Regions from separate parts of the Mus musculus genome. Here regions 1 and 3 are each linked to region 2. The links are chromatin contacts, called in public HiChIP or PLAC-seq maps. All regions are on one chromosome and are shown on one strand. The core of a region is the stretch at or near the end of the contact, and the rest is flanking DNA. Distances in the headings are between cores, read along the strand shown.

Evidence for each region. HiChIP or PLAC-seq counts read pairs in DNA pulled down with a chosen protein or histone mark.
Region 1: an H3K27ac HiChIP or PLAC-seq map of double positive thymocytes shows a contact between it and region 2, with 4 times the contacts expected there. The contact joins two enhancer-like sites. A contact is called at or near these places in 1 of 484 Hi-C or Micro-C datasets (CD4 T cells) and 4 of 115 datasets of contacts at active chromatin or transcription factors (CD8 T cells, double positive thymocytes, microglia and 1 more).
Region 3: an H3K4me3 HiChIP or PLAC-seq map of pro-B cells shows a contact between it and region 2, with 4 times the contacts expected there. The contact joins the promoter of Gpbp1 here to the enhancer-like site in region 2. A contact is called at or near these places in 2 of 39 promoter capture datasets (the C10 cell line and pre-B cells), 1 of 484 Hi-C or Micro-C datasets (B cells), 4 of 115 datasets of contacts at active chromatin or transcription factors (the SCID.adh cell line, double positive thymocytes, pro-B cells and 1 more) and 2 of 9 other capture datasets (adipose tissue and liver).

The regions. Positions count from the first base shown.
Region 1 is chr13:112,423,520-112,426,869 of GRCm38.p6, forward strand. No RefSeq gene overlaps it. Among named protein-coding and RNA genes, the nearest start is that of Gm33905, 13 kb to the left of the region's middle. Within about 2 kb of position 2,047, at least 79 of the 459 cell types and tissues checked have an H3K27ac peak or open chromatin away from gene starts, as enhancers often do. A contact at or near this core is called in CD8 T cells, double positive thymocytes and regulatory T cells, where this site is marked.
Region 2 is chr13:111,982,613-111,985,800 of GRCm38.p6, forward strand. No RefSeq gene overlaps it. Among named protein-coding and RNA genes, the nearest start is that of Gm15322, 11 kb to the right of the region's middle. Within about 2 kb of position 1,514, at least 85 of the 459 cell types and tissues checked have an H3K27ac peak or open chromatin away from gene starts, as enhancers often do. A contact at or near this core is called in B cells, CD8 T cells, the SCID.adh cell line and 7 more, where this site is marked.
Region 3 is chr13:111,488,739-111,491,697 of GRCm38.p6, forward strand. It overlaps Gpbp1 (GC-rich promoter binding protein 1), which reads right to left and starts at 1,389. Exons shown (of 13, transcript NM_028487.5): 1 at 980-1,389.

The DNA.
Region 1 (3,350 bases), core at 797-3,296, 440 kb after region 2:
CTGTAAAGTCTCCTAGATGGTTGTACCCGCTGGTTTTGTGTGTCAACTTGACACAGGCTGGAGTTATCACAGAGAAAGGAACTTCAGGTGAGGAGATGCCTCCATGAGATCCAGCTGTAAGGCATTTTCTTAATCAGTGATCAAGGAGGGAGGGACCCTTGTGGGTGGTGCCATCCCTGGGCTGGTAGTCCTGGGTTCTATAAGAGAGCAGGCTGAGCAAGCCAGGGGAGGCAAGCCAGAAAGTAACATCCCTCCATGGCCTCTGCATCAGCTCCTGCTTCCTGACCTGCTTGAGTTCCAGTCCTGACTTCCTTTGGTGATGAACAGCAATGTGGAAGTATACGCTGAAAAAAAAACCTTTCCTCCCCAACTTGCTTCTTGGTCATGATTTTTTGTGCAGGAATAGAAACCCTGACTAACACAGTAGTTCAACAGCCTTCATCCCTAAATTGCGAATAGACTGATCTATTTAAAAGTCACATATGATGAACCACCTCTGGCTTTCAATATTTTAATGCTCTCTTATTGTTCTCAGAACAGAAGCCCAAATCCCCGCTGCAGCCCACCAAGGCTAACGCTGGCTCTGCCTCATCTTGTCTCCCTGATCCTTGCTCCACGCCACAGTTCCTCAGATTGTCATGACCCTGATGGCCCTTCTGTCCTCTGTGCTCACCACACAAGCCACTCTGTGCCCAGTTTTATGGATTTTTAAAAGTTTGCTTTATTTTTAAGAGAGAGAGAGAGAGAGAGAGAGAGTATATGTGTGTGTGTTCAATAATTCAGGTACTAGGTGGGTCCAGAAGAGGGCACTGGATCCCCTATCGCTGGAGTTACAGGTGGTTGTGTGTCAGTCAACATGAATGCTGGGAAGCAAAACTTAGCTCCTCTACACAAGCTGAACACCCTCCTAGCCACTGGGTGATCTCTCCAGCCCCCAGTTATATAGTTTCATTTCTCTTGACTTAAATAGATAAGACTGAAGTTGTAACACTGTATATTACTTGTACTTTAGACTTGATGGGAAACGTCCATACTTTTCCAAGTGGTCTTTACCATATTACAGTCCCATTATCAATCTACAAAAGGTCTAGACACTTGGACCCGGGTATCGGTGTTACTTTGTTCCATTTAACAAAGCATAAAGTCTGATGAGGAGCCTCTGCCAGTGGCATGCTTAGGAGATGAGAGCGTCCTTTGCACCTGTTTCAGAAACAGCACCGCGTCTGTTACCTCCCATTCACTCTCCAACCGCCACAAAGTAACATTTAACCAAACTGCTATGAAAGTGCAGGGGGATTTAGCATGCTTAACCACAGAGGTTGTTTTTTCAAACTGAGTGATAAAACTGCAGCTTCAAAGCCTTTACATTGAGCATATCTCTCCTCTGCTGAAATCAAAGTGGCCGGTGTCAATGCCAAATGTGGAAATGTCACAGAGACCAAAGTCGCCGGTGCTTCAAAGTCTTTGCAGGAGTGGAAAGACTTTTTGAAGCTTGGTTGGTTAGCATATTTTCCAGGCCAATTGCTAAGTTAACTCTGCAGAAAACTACCAGAAAATTATCTCCCCTCTCTACTTCCTTTAAGAAAAAGCCTTTGTTTATTTGTTTGATTAGTGTGTGTTTGTTTGTTTGTTTGTTTGTTTTGGAGGCAGGGTCTCACTATGTAGCTCCGGCTGTCCTGGAGCTCACCATGTCAGGCAGGAAGAAACCCTACGTGTTGAGAGGCACTGAGAGCCACAGGTGCTCTTGTCGCATGGTGCAGTGTTGAGTGTAAGGATTATCACATTAGGCCAATGAAAAGACAGGCATGCAAGCTGCGAGGAGGATTTTACAGCTTGCTTTTGGTTTCATCAGAATATTCCGATGAGAATGCTTTTCTAATAGAGTAATGGCAAGTTGGCTCTGGAGCTGGCTTTTGTCAAGGTGACATAAATGACTCACCAGATGCTATAAATAGAATTCAGCTTGAACCTCTGTCCACAGTCACACTGATATTCCCACAAAGAGATGCTACTAACAGCAGAGAGCAGCCCGCTAGCCACTGTGACAGCTAACGTGGGCTGGAGATGAGGGGAACCACAGCTTTGTGGAGTACAAGCATGAGCCCTGATCTGTCACGCTTGCTGTCCTGGGTTTCGTGGTGTCCTTCACAGCCTCTGAAACAGTTCTATTGTTCTCATTAAAGATCATCGTCCATGTGTCCTCTCTGTTGGTAAATCCAAGAGTAGCACAGCCTTGAACCAACAATTTATCTTTATCTCTTCTCTCCTTCGCAGCAAGCAGCACAGGCTATTGTAAAGTATGGCGGCACACCGTGGAAGGGCTCAGTCCTTACCTGCTGGAGAATGAACAGATGCGTTGATGTACAGATTAACTATGTTTTCACACAATACTCTGAAGTGTATTGAAGAAATTTTCTAACATAATATGCATTTATCTGTCCCGCTATTCAAAAAACAAAAACAAAAAAAAGTCTCAAAAAAATCTAATCATGGCAGCAAATTTACAGTTCCTTGGAAGAATGAGATGGAAAAATAGTGACCATGAGGCCACCATGGGCTCCATAGCGGGGTCCTAGAACAACAGCAACAACAAAAGAATCTATCGTTTCCTCACCCCCTGACCCCATTTGCTCCTCAATCTCGCAGCAAGAAGAGGATAAAATGTTGCCGGGACTCAGCAAGATGAAAAGCACATGAAGAATCCACTTTCACACTGCTGAGGACCAGTTTCACCCAGCTCTGAAGAAAGGGCAGGAGACAGAAGTAAGACTGAGCAAAGAGACCTGCGGAGACAGGTCAAGAGAGACTGTTCTCCAGGGAAGACAGACAGAAGAGTCCCCACCCCCACCCCCCACCCCTGGGGTGGACCCTGCTGAAGCAACCAGAGCCTGGGAGGAAGCAAAGAGAGAGAAAGAGAGATGAGAAACTGTCTTCAGGCAGGCAGCGTTCCTGTAAGTTTGTGTTGCTGTCACTCCTCCCCAGGCCAAATGCTTGGCACAGGCACCTGGGTTGTCCTCAGCCTGAGAAAGCAGAGGAAGACGACGGGAGGGTGAAGTGCACACGGTGGGCAGTCATTTCCTCCCATCGCTCATGGTCAGATGCCATCTAAGCAGACTGTGGGGACTCCCTTGGTCTTTCTCTTCCCAGACACTGTAAGAGCCACGCTTCCTTTGAGGCCACCCTCCACCTCTGCTTTAAGTACAATGCTGTCTGCCTTTCTCTTCGTGAGATCTAGTTGGTAAACAACAAAGATGAAGGCCAGCAAGTAGAAAAGGCATCTAATCTCAAGCTGCAATACTGAAATGAATCTGTCTGCGGAGGTTCCATTCCAGGAAGCAAAGAAAGAAGAG
Region 2 (3,188 bases), core at 264-2,763:
CCAGAAGATGCTGCCCCGACCCCCAAAGATGAAAACCTACAAGAGAAAGGGTTCCTATGGTTTCAGCTCTCAGAGCTGACCTTTTCAGCCTTCTATGCCCTACCAATGCTTTTATTCCAGACAGCTCAGGGATAGGGAAGGGGGTGGGGGTGGGGGGTGAGTATCGGGGTCGGGAGGGGTTATAAACTTGGGTGTTAGCTGATGTGGACTCAGGAGATGATGAGAAAATTGGAAGAAGGTGAGCCAGGACTAAATAGAAATGTGAGATGCTGTAGTGATCCCCCTCCACAAAGCTGCCCTTCTTGTGCAGAGAGAGAAGACAGCAGCTGGCCTGTCAGGGCTCTCCAGTGGGGAGGCAGGAAGCAGTATTTGCATCTAAACTGCTGTGACCCATCACAAAAAAATTAGAGCCCCTACTTCTAGGTTCCTGAGCACCTACCATTCACATGTGTGTTAGGGCAGTGAGCTTGGTGGTCTAGGCCTTTTTAAAATCAGGTACCGCCCTTTAAATGTGTGGACAGAGCACTTCTATTGAGTTTTCTGTTGACTATTGCTTTGCTCTATAGTTCAAGCCAGTTCTATATTAAGTAACAGGTATTGAATTTCGCTCAGTTTCATTTTAGGTTATCTTCTCCCTTATCTGTGCGCCTCTGAACTTCCAGGAGGTAGTCAGCTTGTAAGATGTGTGCCTTTGCCTGGACCGTTGACTTAGTCTCTTCAGGTGTGAGCAGTAATTGGCAGTCAACAGAGCTTTTAACCATGAAGGGAGCGAAGGAAAACAAATTTGAATCAATGTCGATGGCAAATGTCCTTGAGTGCAGGCTCTGTAGAAGGCCTAGGGAGACACTGGCTCTCCCTTCTGAGGTTTGCAGCCCTAAAATGGAGATGCTTTCTGGGGTGGCTGGGTGCCATTTCACCTAGCAACCCATGCCTGCAACTTGCAATCTTGTCCTCCTGAAGGACAATTCTGTCTCCTCCTGGAGATTGGTTTGTTTACTGTACAAAGAAATCAGGTGAACAGTTTGCTAAAACTAATAATTTGTTTTGGTTGAGGTTTCCGGAAGCAAACCCTGAGATGAGGGTGTCTAGGCAAGCGATTCCGTAGCAAAGCACTCTGGGAAGAAACAGTTAAGGCACTGGGGTGCTAGATGGCTCAGGGGAGAAAAAGAACGATGGGAAATCTCAGGTAAGTGCCATTGGTCGCTGAATTTGCAGACAATTATGAAACGTACTTTGCACTGTAGCCTGGGTCACCTCAGCAGAGAGAGACAGGGGGCTAGGTTTCCATCACACTGCACCGTGATTTGTCTCTGATTTTTAACCCAACTGGGTGAGAATAAGACCATTACCACAATTTGGATTTAAGCCAAATTTGAAGCAAGCTTTATTAAATATTAGACAGAATGATGGGCTCTTGCCAGATCCATCCCATTTCCAGAGAGTGGCCTCAATTACGTTAGCCAGGTTTATAAAGGCGACACCCACGGGCTGTGTACTTTCCACCTTCATCCAATCCGGGCAAGCATGTATCCTGACATACTTCCTGCCTACGTACAACCTACCCTCCTGCCCACTGTGATGAAGCACGTCCTGTGCAGTTGGGGCAACCAACCTTGTTTACAGAAGTGAAAACGTGCTGCTTGTTGTCTGGCATGAGCAACAGCTCCCAGCATTCTAGAATCTTATCTCTCCCTGGGCAAGTGGGGCTTACAGGTTAGAGGCGTTTTTGTTTTATAGATCTCTTCATCACAGTAAAGTCAACTTACAGCATAACTTTAGTCGTCACGTGACATCTGCTTGCTGTGAATGCAGAGTCCCAGGTGTTTCCTGCCTTGGATGCTCCCAGCCCGCACAACCCTGACAACTCAGGGCCAGCTACTTCAGAAGGCTTCAGTAAGGAGCTAGCATTGATTATGGACAGATGCTGCCATGGCAACTCTACTGTGTAGTTCCACTTCTGGCTTTGGAGAGAGTTGGCTCCTCAGCACAAGGGATCAGTGAAGAAGTCCTGCATGCACTGACTGATTCAGATCATGAACATTAAGTGTGCTCAAAATGCTGGGGTGCCTTTAGAATGTGTATAGGAATTAGTGTTAGATAACAGTGCACTCTCTTGTGTACGTACGCTGACTCAGAGGGGAAAAGGACTCAGTCTGCCGAGTCCGAGAAACTGAGGTCATTCCCCGCACCTATAGGGCAGAAGGAGAGGCCTGAGTCCTGCGAGATGTGTGTGTGTGTGTTTAATGGATATTTTTCACACAATATATTTTGATTATGTTCCTCTCACTCCGAACTCCTCCCAGAGTCTCCACACCTCCTTACCTACTCAACTTTCTTTTCTCTATTTCTTTTAAAAAGAAACAAAAAAACAAAAAACAAAAAATTGCAAGCAACAAAAAGAAAACAAAACAAAAACTCACAAGAAACACAACACCACCATCCACAAAAACAAAATAAAAAACAGACAAAGACCAATAAGACAAAAATGCCAAAACAAAACAAAACAGAATGAAACAAAATGCACACAAAAGTACAGATGAGGGTGGTTTTGTGCTGGCCTGAACACACACACACACACACACACACACACACACACACACACACGGGGAGGGAGGGAGAGAGAGAGTGAGAGAGAGAAAGAGAGAGAGAGAGAGAGAGAGAGAGAGAGAGAGAGAGAGAGAGAGATTTTTGGTGTAGAAACTAAAACTAATAATCAACAACGTCACCAAGTGTGACCACATGGCAGGGACTGAATGAACCGTGTGATTTACAGACAGCAGCCCCCGCTGTTCTCCCACAGCCCTATGAGGTGGGTAGGAATGCTTTTTTCCTGTTTTAAAATGGGTAAACTGAGTCCCTTCAGGGCTAAGTTTCTCCAAACCCCACTGCAGTGTTTAGAACGGATTTAGGGCCATCTGGCTCACACACATAGTCCCAGCATGTATCAGAGTGTGTTCCAGGATGGGACAGGGCCAGTGTGCTGAAACTGGAGGGGCTCAGGCTCGGTGGCCAGTGGGCGTTCTACCCAGAGCACCCAGTTGGGTGATTGGTGCCCGAGTCCTCAGACTTGACCATGAGCTGATCTGCAAGGTGGAGGAGGCCGATACTTACCTTTCAGGGCTGTCATGTTCTGCTGTAATGACCCTGAAGCAGCTGGTGTGCTCCACCCTTCAGTGCATCACACATAC
Region 3 (2,959 bases), core at 139-2,638, 490 kb before region 2:
AAGGAAAACAAATGGACAGGTGGTGCTGCCACGGAGCGTCGGGGAACCCGACTCCGAGAGTGAGAGGCGGAAAGGAGCGTGACGCTCCTTCCAAAACGCAATCTCGGAGGACGGAGCAGCTGGATTGTCCCCACTACGGCTTAGTAGGAAGGCCGGCGGGCAGGCCGGCGGGCGGGAGGGGAGCGTGGCAAGGCGAGCGTGGCAGGGCGAGTGGCTACGGTTCGCCCGGGGGCTGACTCCCAAGCCCGGGAGAGCAGCGCTCGGCTCCAGGTGCTCGGCCCCATTCCCTTGAAATTAAGCAAACAGGTTTCGGCCAAAACTCCAGGGGTGGGAGGTGCGGGACGCGACCCGTCCACCCCGTTAAGGACCGTGCTCTCCCCGGGAAAATAAACAGGTCCCGTCGGACTCGGGAGCCGACGCGACTTCGGAGCGCTCGCCTTGGGCGAGCAGCCACCACCACCACCGCAACTGCCACGGAGCCCGGCGCGGCGGGGAGGGCGAAGCGCCGCCGAGCACACGGCGGAAGTCCACGGCTCCGCACGCCGCGACTCCAGTCCCCGGTCCCCCGGTTCCCCGGTTCCCGGGGCCGCCTTGCTGGTGGTGGCCCAGGAAGGCGCGCGTGCCGGGGCCTGGGGTCTTAGCCCGACGCCGCGGGCGCCCCGGCCGTTCCCGGCCTTCGCCGCCGAGCACCACCCCCCCCCACCACGGCCGCCGAGGCCCGCCGCCCACCTCGCCCCACGGCCGCCGCCGCCGCCTCCGCTCCGCCGGGCTGAGTCAACGCCGGCCGGGGGGAGGGAGGGAGGGAGGGAGGACGGGCGGGCGCCCCGCGCCTCACGCCTCACGCCGCCCCCCGGCCGCCCGCACCCTCACGCCTCGCGCCACCAACGCCGCTCCCGACCCCTCAAGCCCCAACGCCGACACGGGCAACCCCTCCCCCGGTCCCCGAGACTCCCGTCCGGGGCCCAGGGGACTGTGTTACCTTCTGCCCCACCAGAGGTGCCCCTGGCCTGGGGGTGCCGCTGCGCTCGATCCCGGGAGGAGGTTTTCGGTACTTTGAATAATCCCCTTTTGCCGCTTTTCCCTCCCCCACAACCAGTCTCAGTCCCAAAATGGCGCCGACCCGATCCGCAATGTTCTGGGCCAAGTCTCGCGAGATCGTGGAAGGTGGCGAGGGAGGGGGGACGCAGCGGAGAGGTTGAGAAGTAAGAGGAGGGAGGCGGGGCGAGGGGAAAAGAGGAGGAAGAAAGGGTGCGGAAGCCGCGGTGCAAACGAACCCACTGGGCGGAGCCGGAGGAGGAGGGCCTCCACCACAGAACCTTCTGGCCCAAGTAGCAGCTCACGCCCCAGGTCAGGGAAGCTCCGCCCTCTACGTCGGCGCCTGGGGGAGAGGAAGGGGCGGGGCTAGACCGGGGGCGGGGCTTTGAGGAGGACCCGGAGGCTGGGCCTGGCGCGGGGGAAGGGCGGGGGCGGGGCGGGGGGCGGGGCGGGGAGGCGGAGTCTCGGCGCGGTGACGTCAGGAGCAGCTGGAGCCGGGGATTACCCCCTGCTGCTGACGTGAGGACGGTGAACAATCCGGAACGTTCGGTGGAAGGGGGAATTCCCGTCCGTTCCCTGAGGAGCGCCTCTGTGCAGCCGCGGGCCCTCCCCGAGCTCGGGAACGGTGGGGTGGAGAGGACGAGCGCAGGCGGTCCGGACGGGCAGGCGGGCTCGCAGGGCGTGCGGCGCTTCTGAGTCTGCCCGGCAGCGCCGCGCAACCCGGAACGGCCGGCGGCGGGCGCCGTTCGTTCGGCTCCGCCTGAAGCCCGCCGTGGCTCGCAGGCCGCTCGGCGCGGGCCCTGAGCGCTCCGTGGGCGGAGCCGGCCCTGCCTGAGTGATTGGGCGCCGCAGTCGCGCGCCACGCGGAGCGTGCGGGACGTTAACACGCGGAAGCCGGGTTAGGGAGGCGCGCGAGGCTCGGCTGCAGCCACCGTTCCCCCGGAGTGCGAAGGGCTGCCAGAGAGCATCGCGCTAGTAATTCCTATTTCTAATAACTCCAAAGGAGATGGATTATTTCATCAGCGTTGTCCTGGGTATCCGCATAGCACAAACGATTATTTAAAAAAAAAAAGTTACGGTATTCACTTTCTCTACATATAGCCAAAGGTTCACTCTGGAAAGGTTGGAGATTTAATTCTAAAAGGAAAAAAGTAGAAGAAATGAGGGAGAAGCGTCCTAAAGAGGGAAAATCACCGGAGCGTCATTTCCCAGAAACTTTTTATATGCATTATAGGGTTTGTAGTTTAGTGCGTTACCCCTATAAGTTCGCCGAATGTAAACTCGCCTTAATTTGTACCTCAATCTTTACCCATCTTGCCCCCTAGGTACAAAGGGAAAAAGGGCTTAAAACTAAAGGATGCTTTTTTCAATCGTGCCAATGTCTAAGATGTGTTTTCCTCACTTTTTACATAAGCTGGTTTCATATTTTAGAAATGATCCAGTTACTCCCTGGACCTTGACTACTCAACCTACCCGGTTTAAACTTCCGTTTGTTTTAGGTGGGTTTGAATATGGGTCGAGTGGGGACGGGAGAGGCAAGGATTCGTGTTGCTTTCTCTAAAGAGCTATGTAGAGAACCTTGAACGCCCGATCCTTTTGCCTCTGCTTTACAAACTCTGGGGTCACAACCATGCCCCACCCCGCCCAGCTCTGTTTTAAGTCTTAATCCAAACTCTTTCCACTACACGAGACCTGAATCCATAAAATTAACGTATATTGAAAAAGAACTTGGGTTGCTTTTGAATTTAGCTCGGATCTCAGCTATGTAACCCAAGCTGGCCTGGAGTTCTCCTTATCCCTTCAAAGACACACCACCTGGTTTCTATTTCTAAGAATTGATATCAAACTAGGCAGAACAGGAAGAGGAGGGAATGCATGGGGACATGAGAAGAAAAAGGGTACCTTTCACCAAGAGTCAGGCATT